Regions from separate parts of the Zea mays genome. Here all the other regions are linked to region 3. The links are chromatin contacts, called in public Hi-C maps. All regions are on one chromosome and are shown on one strand. The core of a region is the stretch at or near the end of the contact, and the rest is flanking DNA. Distances in the headings are between cores, read along the strand shown. Region 1 holds the start of LOC100192068. Region 2 holds the start of LOC100277516 (plastid transcriptionally active 18). Region 3 holds the start of LOC100217101.

Evidence for each region. Hi-C and Micro-C count contacts between places; a contact is called where the count stands out from the background.
Region 1: a contact with region 3 is called in a Hi-C map of ear, with 3 times the contacts expected there. The contact joins the promoter of LOC100192068 here to the promoter of LOC100217101 in region 3. A contact is called at or near these places in 3 of 25 Hi-C or Micro-C datasets (ear, endosperm and tassel).
Region 2: a Hi-C map of ear shows a contact between it and region 3, with 2.5 times the contacts expected there. The contact joins the promoter of LOC100277516 here to the promoter of LOC100217101 in region 3. A contact is called at or near these places in 3 of 25 Hi-C or Micro-C datasets (ear, leaf and tassel).

What each region holds. Positions count from the first base shown.
Region 1 is chr1:108,493,426-108,496,125 of Zm-B73-REFERENCE-NAM-5.0, forward strand. LOC100192068 reads right to left here and starts at 1,366. Exons shown (of 6, transcript NM_001294310.1): 1 at 1,044-1,366; 2 at 217-307; 3 at 1-69. The coding sequence starts at 1,100.
Region 2 is chr1:108,128,647-108,131,346 of Zm-B73-REFERENCE-NAM-5.0, forward strand. LOC100277516 (plastid transcriptionally active 18) reads right to left here and starts at 1,383. Exons shown (of 1, transcript NM_001151050.1): 1 at 602-1,383. The coding sequence starts at 1,311. The coding sequence ends at 832. LOC100191396 (putative RING/U-box superfamily protein) reads left to right here. Exons shown (of 1, transcript NM_001136830.1): 1 at 1-442. The coding sequence ends at 239.
Region 3 is chr1:108,304,680-108,307,379 of Zm-B73-REFERENCE-NAM-5.0, forward strand. It overlaps LOC100217101, which reads right to left and starts at 1,409. Exons shown (of 6, transcript NM_001366113.1): 1 at 916-1,409. The coding sequence starts at 1,365.

The DNA of each region.
Region 1 (2,700 bases), core at 116-2,615, 190 kb after region 3:
TCTCCTGGCCACCAACATCCCACACGGTGAACACTACATTCTTGTATTGAACCTTCTCAACATTGAAACCTACAATGTGATAAAGTGCATGCTGTCACTAAACATATGAACGGACGAATCAATTGCATGGCAGGTGCAGAGTTGGACAACTGTAATTAGCAATGGTTGAAACCAAAAGTTATGAAATGCACAAGCAGATAGGTGGTACAATCGGACCTATGGTAGGGACAGTGGAGAGAACTTCACCAATGTGAAGCTTATAGAGTATGGTGGTTTTCCCAGCTGCATCCAACCCAAGCATCACCACCTGAGGAAAAAAATAAGAGGCCAATCTATTAGAGGCATGTTCAGCTTAAAACGGATACTGGTTCTAATCTCCGATGATATAAAAAAAGAAGACTAAACATGTAAGGACAACCAAAAATCATCGTTAAGAAGACATGAGACATGATTGGAACACAGCCTGCCCTGCACTTGAATTGGCATCATGCTGTACACACTATGGCAACACCTAGTCCAGAAAATGAGTGAAGTAATAATACATCAATATATCATTTTACCCAGGTACAATTTGATCTTGTGTATGAAAGATCCAGCACGCTGTGGTTGGTAACACATTATTTAACTCTCTTTGGATGACTGGCAGCACGATGCAGAGATTGTTGTCGTTATAAATGATCCACTACTAGTAGATTACAAGAAATCAAATCTATAACCGTCTGAAACAGGTAAGGTTACCACAGGGCACTATAGCTGTATGTCTGGCTAGCATCATGACTCATTATTTCCCTGCTCTTGGATGTTAGTGATTGGTAGCCAAAACAGTGCTGGCAGATTGTTGACGGATCACATGACTCTAACCATTCAGTAGTAACTGAAATCAATGCCAAGAGAAATGGAGATAGGAGTGCGACAAGGCCACCAGCCACCACCGCCCTTGTGATTTGTGAACGGATCGGTTTATCGAGGAGCCCGATTCATTGCAGTATCCTGTCGAGATGGGAAGGGAGCGAGGGGAAACAGGAAGGAAGGAGACAGCGTACCCGCATCTCCTTGTTGCCGAAGAAGGCATCAAACAGCTTTCGGAAGGCCTGCCCCATCTCTTGACCTTGCCCCTCGATCCAACCGGATCTGGGAGGCCGCCGCGGGGAGAGAAGCGATGAGCAAGCGGCGCAGGCGGGGCGGGGAGGGCGGCACCTCGGAGGCAAGGTTCTAGAAGGTCGGAGGTCGGGCGGGCGAGCTAGGTTTCGGAAAAAGGATCGGCGGCAAGACGACGAGAGGTAGGGTGCGGTGCGGCCGTGGAAACCAGGACGGCGGATTCGCGCTGGCCTCACCTGCCTGGACCCCAGAGCGGCGAGGTCCACTGGATGCGATGCGATGCCGCATCGAGCGATCTGGACCGTCCTGTCTGTGTTCGCAAAGCGTGCGCGCGCACCGCCGGCCTAATTTCTGCTTGCCAAATTGGCAACTTTCGCGTTAGTTGCCCAGTTGCCCTGCATGGATACATGGTCAACATGGATAACTTTAGTTGATGCTCTGATGTTTGGTTATTAATTTGAATTATTAAATAAATTTAATATTCTAATTATAATATTAATATATCTATCTCTACTATATTAAAGCATCAGTTTCAACGATCATGTCACGCCATATTTTTATAAAGAATCCATTGTATTCATCTTTTTATAAATAATCTCTTGTATTTCTTCAAAATTAACTCGCGGTCCCAGATCATATCTCATCTATATCCTATTTGTTCGCACAGCATCATTCTCGTAGTTGTCGCTCTAGCAACAAACCCTGTCCATTTTGCAACATCTCCGCTCGCTTTTTTCGTCGTAGCGCATTGAATTTTAAGTGAAACAAACTATGCAATTGGAAATGAGTATAAGGCTCTATAAAAACGGAATATTTTTATTGTTTGATATGATACTCTAAAGACAAGAGCAAGTATGTATTTTCAATGAGCATGTTAAGCATTAGAGGATAAACTTGTTGTATTTGGTATTTCAAGAATGATCTTGTTAGGGTACTTGTGCTTTTCTATGTCTTACCAGTTCAATATATAGTATATGAACAATATGTTCACTTTGACATTAAATATATTTATTATGTTATTTTTATGTGGATGGTCCATTAAGACTCTCAAGTGTCACTTAGTCATCAATCAATATCATCAAATATGGTTGGGTACCATCGCAACGCACGGGGATTAGACTAGTTCTAATTATAAAGCTAATTATATAGATTAAGGACATGTCTGAAACCTATAGAGCTAATAATTAGCCAGTTAATATATTAATGAACTAATTGTTAGCTGTGAGATAACTAACAATTAGTTAAGGTATTAGTTGAGGATGTTTGGAACCTCTACAAGTAATTTTAGCAGCTAACTATTACCTCAAGACGTTCAAACATTGCCTAAGACTAAACGATAAGACAAACCTATTAATTCTAATTAGTCTATGATTTGATAAGTGATGTTATATTAAACATTTGTTAATCATAGATTAAATAGCCTTAATAAATTCTTATGTTCGTTTAATCTTTGTCTCTATAATTAGTTTTATAATTAAACTATAATTAATACTCGTAATTGATACTCAAATATTTGATGTGACACATAATAAATAACTTTAGCTAAAAGAACCAAACAACTACTTAGTTGGTCCTACATGATTGATGGACGATCGCTAATCC
Region 2 (2,700 bases), core at 133-2,632, 180 kb before region 3:
AGGATACCAGTCATTTCTACCTTCAGAACGGTGGCAGTTCTAACATTAGTGCAGGCGCTGCTTTTCGGCCCAACGGTGGCTGGACTGGGAGAAGAGGAAGAAGCAACCTGAACTCGAATTCAGGTGGTGGAAGCAACCTGAACTCAAACTCAGGTGGTGGAAGCAACATGAACTCGAATTCAGGTGGTGGAAGAGGAGGGATTCAGGGTACCAGAAGACAGAGGACAAATTACAACTGATAGTGATGTTGGGACATGCTTCGAAATAGGAGCGATAACTGATGAGATAAACAAACTTAATCCTTTGTCTTCCATTTTTTTTCTTTGTTTCTCTCGTATTATTAATCCTTTTGTAGCCTGTGGCTATTGGCACCTTGTCAAACATCTTCTCTCCGTTTCCCCTGAATTGTTATGCCTGGTTAATGTTACTTATTTTTAGTACCATCATCCACAAAGTATCTGTTAAATATAGTATTCTGGTTAAGTTGCTGAACTCCGCGGGTGCAGGCAAAAAAATTGATGCTGGCGGCAGTGCTGAAACTGTCTAAGCAATTGTATCAAGAAGCATGAGTATTCAAATATTTGTAGTATGCTATAATGTTGGAATTAAGAAACAGTTTATTTCTCTTGCACGCGTATCATAGCCAATTTAGAAGTTTGGAGGAACTAATAAGTTATATAATAAAATTCGCAAACATTGGAATGATTGGTTTATTTCGGTGCCTGACTACGCCACACCAATACATTACAGAGGAACATTACAACGCATGCATTGCCGGTAGATGGATACTCTAGGGTCTAGGCAAAGCTGCTTGAAATGCAGATGTACTAACTAGTTGTCGTCTCCGTAGGCGAGAAACCGGTAGCGCTCCTCGTACGGGCCGTCGAAGTAGAGGTCGGCCTCGAACCAGCGCGGGTACCTGACCAGATCCCCGGCCACGAAGTGCATGTAGTCGTCGCCGTGGACAGCGCCGGCGGGGATGACCTTCACCTCCCCGGACACGATGTACACGAGCTGGTCGACCTGCCAGTCCCACGGCATCCGGCACCGGCCACCCGTGCGCCACGACGACCACGTCTCCATGACCCGCAGCGCCTCCATCCGTGCCCGCGCCACCTCGCCTCGCTCCACGCGCACCTTGTACACGTCCTCCATGGGACGCCCCAGCAGCGCGCCGCCACCGCCTGCTGCCGCCGCCGCTCGTATCCTTACACCTCTTCGGCTACTGATGCTAGGAAGACTAGGAGGCAGCCTGTGCGCCGCGGGGAGCACGAGATGGAACCCGCCGGTACTGGCGGCGGCGGGCCTCATCGCGGGTACCCTATCCGTCTCCTATCCTTTCCTCTTCGGCTTGGGCTTTGGGTTGGGTTTGGCCTCCGTCCCTGTCCTGTCTGTTTCCCGAGTAGAGAACAAGAAATACGTAGGCCACCGGCGGCCCTGCTTGTCAGTGAAGTATTTTCTCTTTTTTTATAGAATATTATAGTATTGAAGATACTGTAGTATTTTTTTCTTATACAGTGTTTGGTAGTTTTTTTAAAAAAACTCTGTTTTCAAAACTGTAGTTTTGACTAAAATGCAGTACTTTCACAATTTTGTAAATATAGCTTCTGACCAAAGATTTTAATGCTACGGTAAAAAATTGTGGGTATGTATTGGCATTTTAAAACTATTGTATTACAAAACTGTAGTTTTCAAATACTTTATTCCCAAACATGGCCTTATCCTCTATTCCTCATATCCATGCTCTGCTTAGAGATGGCAACGAGACATGGTGGAGCTGACGTGAGAACTAGCCCTCTATTCCCGACCCGAACCGATTCCCCGTTCCTGCCTCGATATACTTAGGGCTTAGGGGCAGAGCTATAGCTTAGCACCAGTGTTAGCTGACACCAAGGGATTTCAAAATTTCTAGTATAAAATATTGTTTAAACATTGTGTGCTTAATGATGCTGACACCAGCGAATGTGGAGGCTGGCTTCGCCCCTGCTTAGGGGCTACTTTCGAAACTCAAAATCTTTCTTTGATTAAAAATTGCCAAACATGAACTAATTTTCTACCTTCAATCCCCTTTAATCCACTCCAAACCGAACAATGTTTAGGACCTCGGTTAGGGGTACATTTAGGGGATTGGAGGGGATTAAATCCCTTGCTATTTAAAATTGAAAAGAAGATTTAATCCCCTTTGATCCTCATGCAATCGAACAAGGCCTTAACGGGGACAAACACATCCCTATCCCAACACATCTTTGTTCCCTATTTGGGGATTGAACACTGAAGCACAAAAATCTCTTTATGATACAAACACAATTAGGGCACCAAATGCGTGATAACAACTATCGATATATCAATCATTAAGAGACAACAAAGATAAAAAAACATCATCATATATATGGTTTACTTATATATAATCTATTTATCACCTTAGGTGATAAACCAACAGCTGATCAGCTGAGTCCAAATAGACCCAACCGGTTCAACCAACCAACCAACTCGAGTGCGGTCTGGCTCAACCAACAACATGTGGGTGGTTAATGTGTTACCCGACGCGCTAAAAACCGTACCTGGAATGGCTAATTGAAACGTGCGATCGTTTGTTTGTTTTGCCCTCTAGTGGTTTTGCCATCGCGCGCTCTCCCACTCTCTTTGCGATCCTTGTCAGCGACAGAGTAGCTTTCGATGGGGATCTCGGGCGACGTGACT
Region 3 (2,700 bases), core at 159-2,658:
CTCTGGCGCCAACACAAACCCCTTCCTTTTCATGTCTGCACGCACAAGCATTGCTGCCTCAGCATCCCGTGCCATACAATGCCCTCTACCAACCATTCGAACGTCGTGGCACTTGAATCAATCCCACCCATGAACATATTTTTAAACATATCCTGTGCCACCCCTACCTCCCCAGATTAGCAATACCCACTAATCATTGTGTTGTACGCAGTTATATCAGGCTGGACCCCTTCCTGAATCATCTCATCCCATAGTGTTCGTGCTTTCTCCACATGCTCTCCATTCAAGTACCCAGACATCCTGATGTTGTAGGTGCACACGTTGTGCTTGCAGGAATATTTGTCCATTTCCTGGAGCACAATCTTGAATTCATCACACTTGCCATCACGGTGAAAAGCAAGGAGGAGGGAATTGAAGGTGTGAAGAGTCGGCAGGAGGAGGTGATTGCTCCGTGGACTTGGATGCGTGTAGATTTGATGATACATGTCAAGGGCTGCAGTGGCGGAAGGGAGTGGACAAAGAAGAGCCACCGCAGTGGAGGGGAGCAGCCGTGCGCCGGCAGCGAGGATGCGGCGGGCGACGAAGGCCGCAGCGAGGACGTCGTGGGGGGGGGGGGGGGGGGGGGGGGGGGGGGGGAGCAGAGGTAGGCAAGGAGGAGGAGCTCGAAGACGAATGGGGTAGAGCCAAAGCAGCGATAGGTGGTAGCGAGGGCATTGAAGATCTGGGCCGGTGAGAAGTGGTGGAAGGCAGAGCCAAGGATGGCACTAAACTACTCAAAACGCGGATGAAGCCTGATTAGCACTAAACTACTCAAAACGCGTCGAGAACCCGTACCCGTCGCACTTCCGAGCGAAAGACGACGCAGCACTCCCTCTAACACTGGAGGCGAAATCGCAGGGCGGACGGATTCCTCACCTTCTCGTCCATGGCGCGGCACTTGGACTGCACGTAGGCGTCGGGGTCAAAGTTGTCAGTCTTGATTATCTTGAGCTTGTCCGCGAGCTGCACCCCACCGTCGCTGCCTCCCGTGCCGGCCATAGCGTTCACCGGGAACACTCCGAAGTGGCCGGCGGGTCGTGACCTCGACGACATGGCGGACGCCATCGGACCGGGAGAAACCCTACCCGCAGGCACATAGTGCTGGCGTGCTCCCCTCCCCTCCCCCGTTCGGGAGGTGCAGAAGCTTCGCCCAGTGGATTTCTCGCTTTGGTTGGGCGGCGAGACGTTGGGCGGTGACTCGGGGAGGCCGAATCCGCCTCCAGGTGGCCATGGAGGCGAGCAGGGAGGGTGGGCCATGGGAGCGGCGGCGGTGTGAGGAGGAGAGTCGGGGGAGGTTGGACGGCGGCGTGGGAAGGCCGGAGCCATTGCCGACGACGGCACAGATGAAGCTTGATTGAGGATCTGTCGAGGAAGAGGGGAGTGGAGAGAGGAGCAGTTGTGATCGAGGGACGAAGGAGGCTTGAAGCGGAGGCGACGAGGCGGACGGTGATTATTTGATGCATATAGATGGACGGTGTAGATTGGCTAGAGGTAGAACCAGCGTCGACTATGGGCCTTGTCTGGGCCACAAGCAGATGGGCCTCCCAGGAAGCGTGTAATTTGTATTGGCAAGCTAAAAATAGTACTGTATTGTTCACTAAACTGTGCACACACCTGTTTATAAGGTCTAGTGCGCACATAACATGTGTAGTCTTGGTTGGTCGTGAGCTTTGACCCACGCTGCTAGCTTTTTTGGTAAAAATTTGGTCGCGCACAGTTGGGAAACGGAAACGGGTCACATGCGCGGGACACAGTTGGGAATGGGAATGAAGACGGTGCATGAGTATGGGAATGGCAGAACCAGGAATGGCAGCCTACCCCTTACCGTCTTAATAGTAGTAAAGATTAATATTAAAGAAGTTAATCCAATAGACATAGATTAATCTAATTAGTTACCTAATTATAAAATTATGGGATAACATATAATCAATGTTGCTACTGCGTAGTAAATATTTATACGAAGCTAATGCAACTAGAACGAGTCAATTCAGAATTAAAACGGAGGAGTTATGAATTTCCAAACTTATTAAGTGCTTATTATAGAATAAATCCAAAGAATAATTTTAATTCAAGTTTCATGGCTAAACAAAGGTACTATATGATGAACAATATTAAAACAAAATTATTGCCACTGAAATGGGTCAATTCGGAGTTAAAATGAATTAAATATGAATTATACAAGTTTCCGAAATTATTTTTATTCTAAAAATCTTTTTCTGAGTTATTTTATTATTTCTGGATAACCTATGGACTGCGGACACAAAATCCAGAGAGTTCGGGGTCCAACTCATAAATTTCAGGACCTGTTCGTATTTTCTGTTGAACTAAAGTGGACTGCGGGTTATTTTCAATTAAAGTCAGGGTCTCTTTAGCGATTTTGCCAGGCCGAAGGGGTACAGGTGAGTTAGGGCCATCCGATCAAACTCTGATGGCACAAATTAGAAGTTATATATGCTGAACTGATATGCAATTTGAGCCGCAGGATACGTGATCCATGGCTCCCGATCGGCCGTAACCCCATAAGTCTGGATTCAACCATAACTGCATGATTCTGATCAGACGAACCCACGAATCGGTAACGGTTCGTTTTAATCACGACCGCTCGATTCCGGATCAAGGGCCCAGATCAACCCGCGACTGGATGAAATCTCACCCACACAC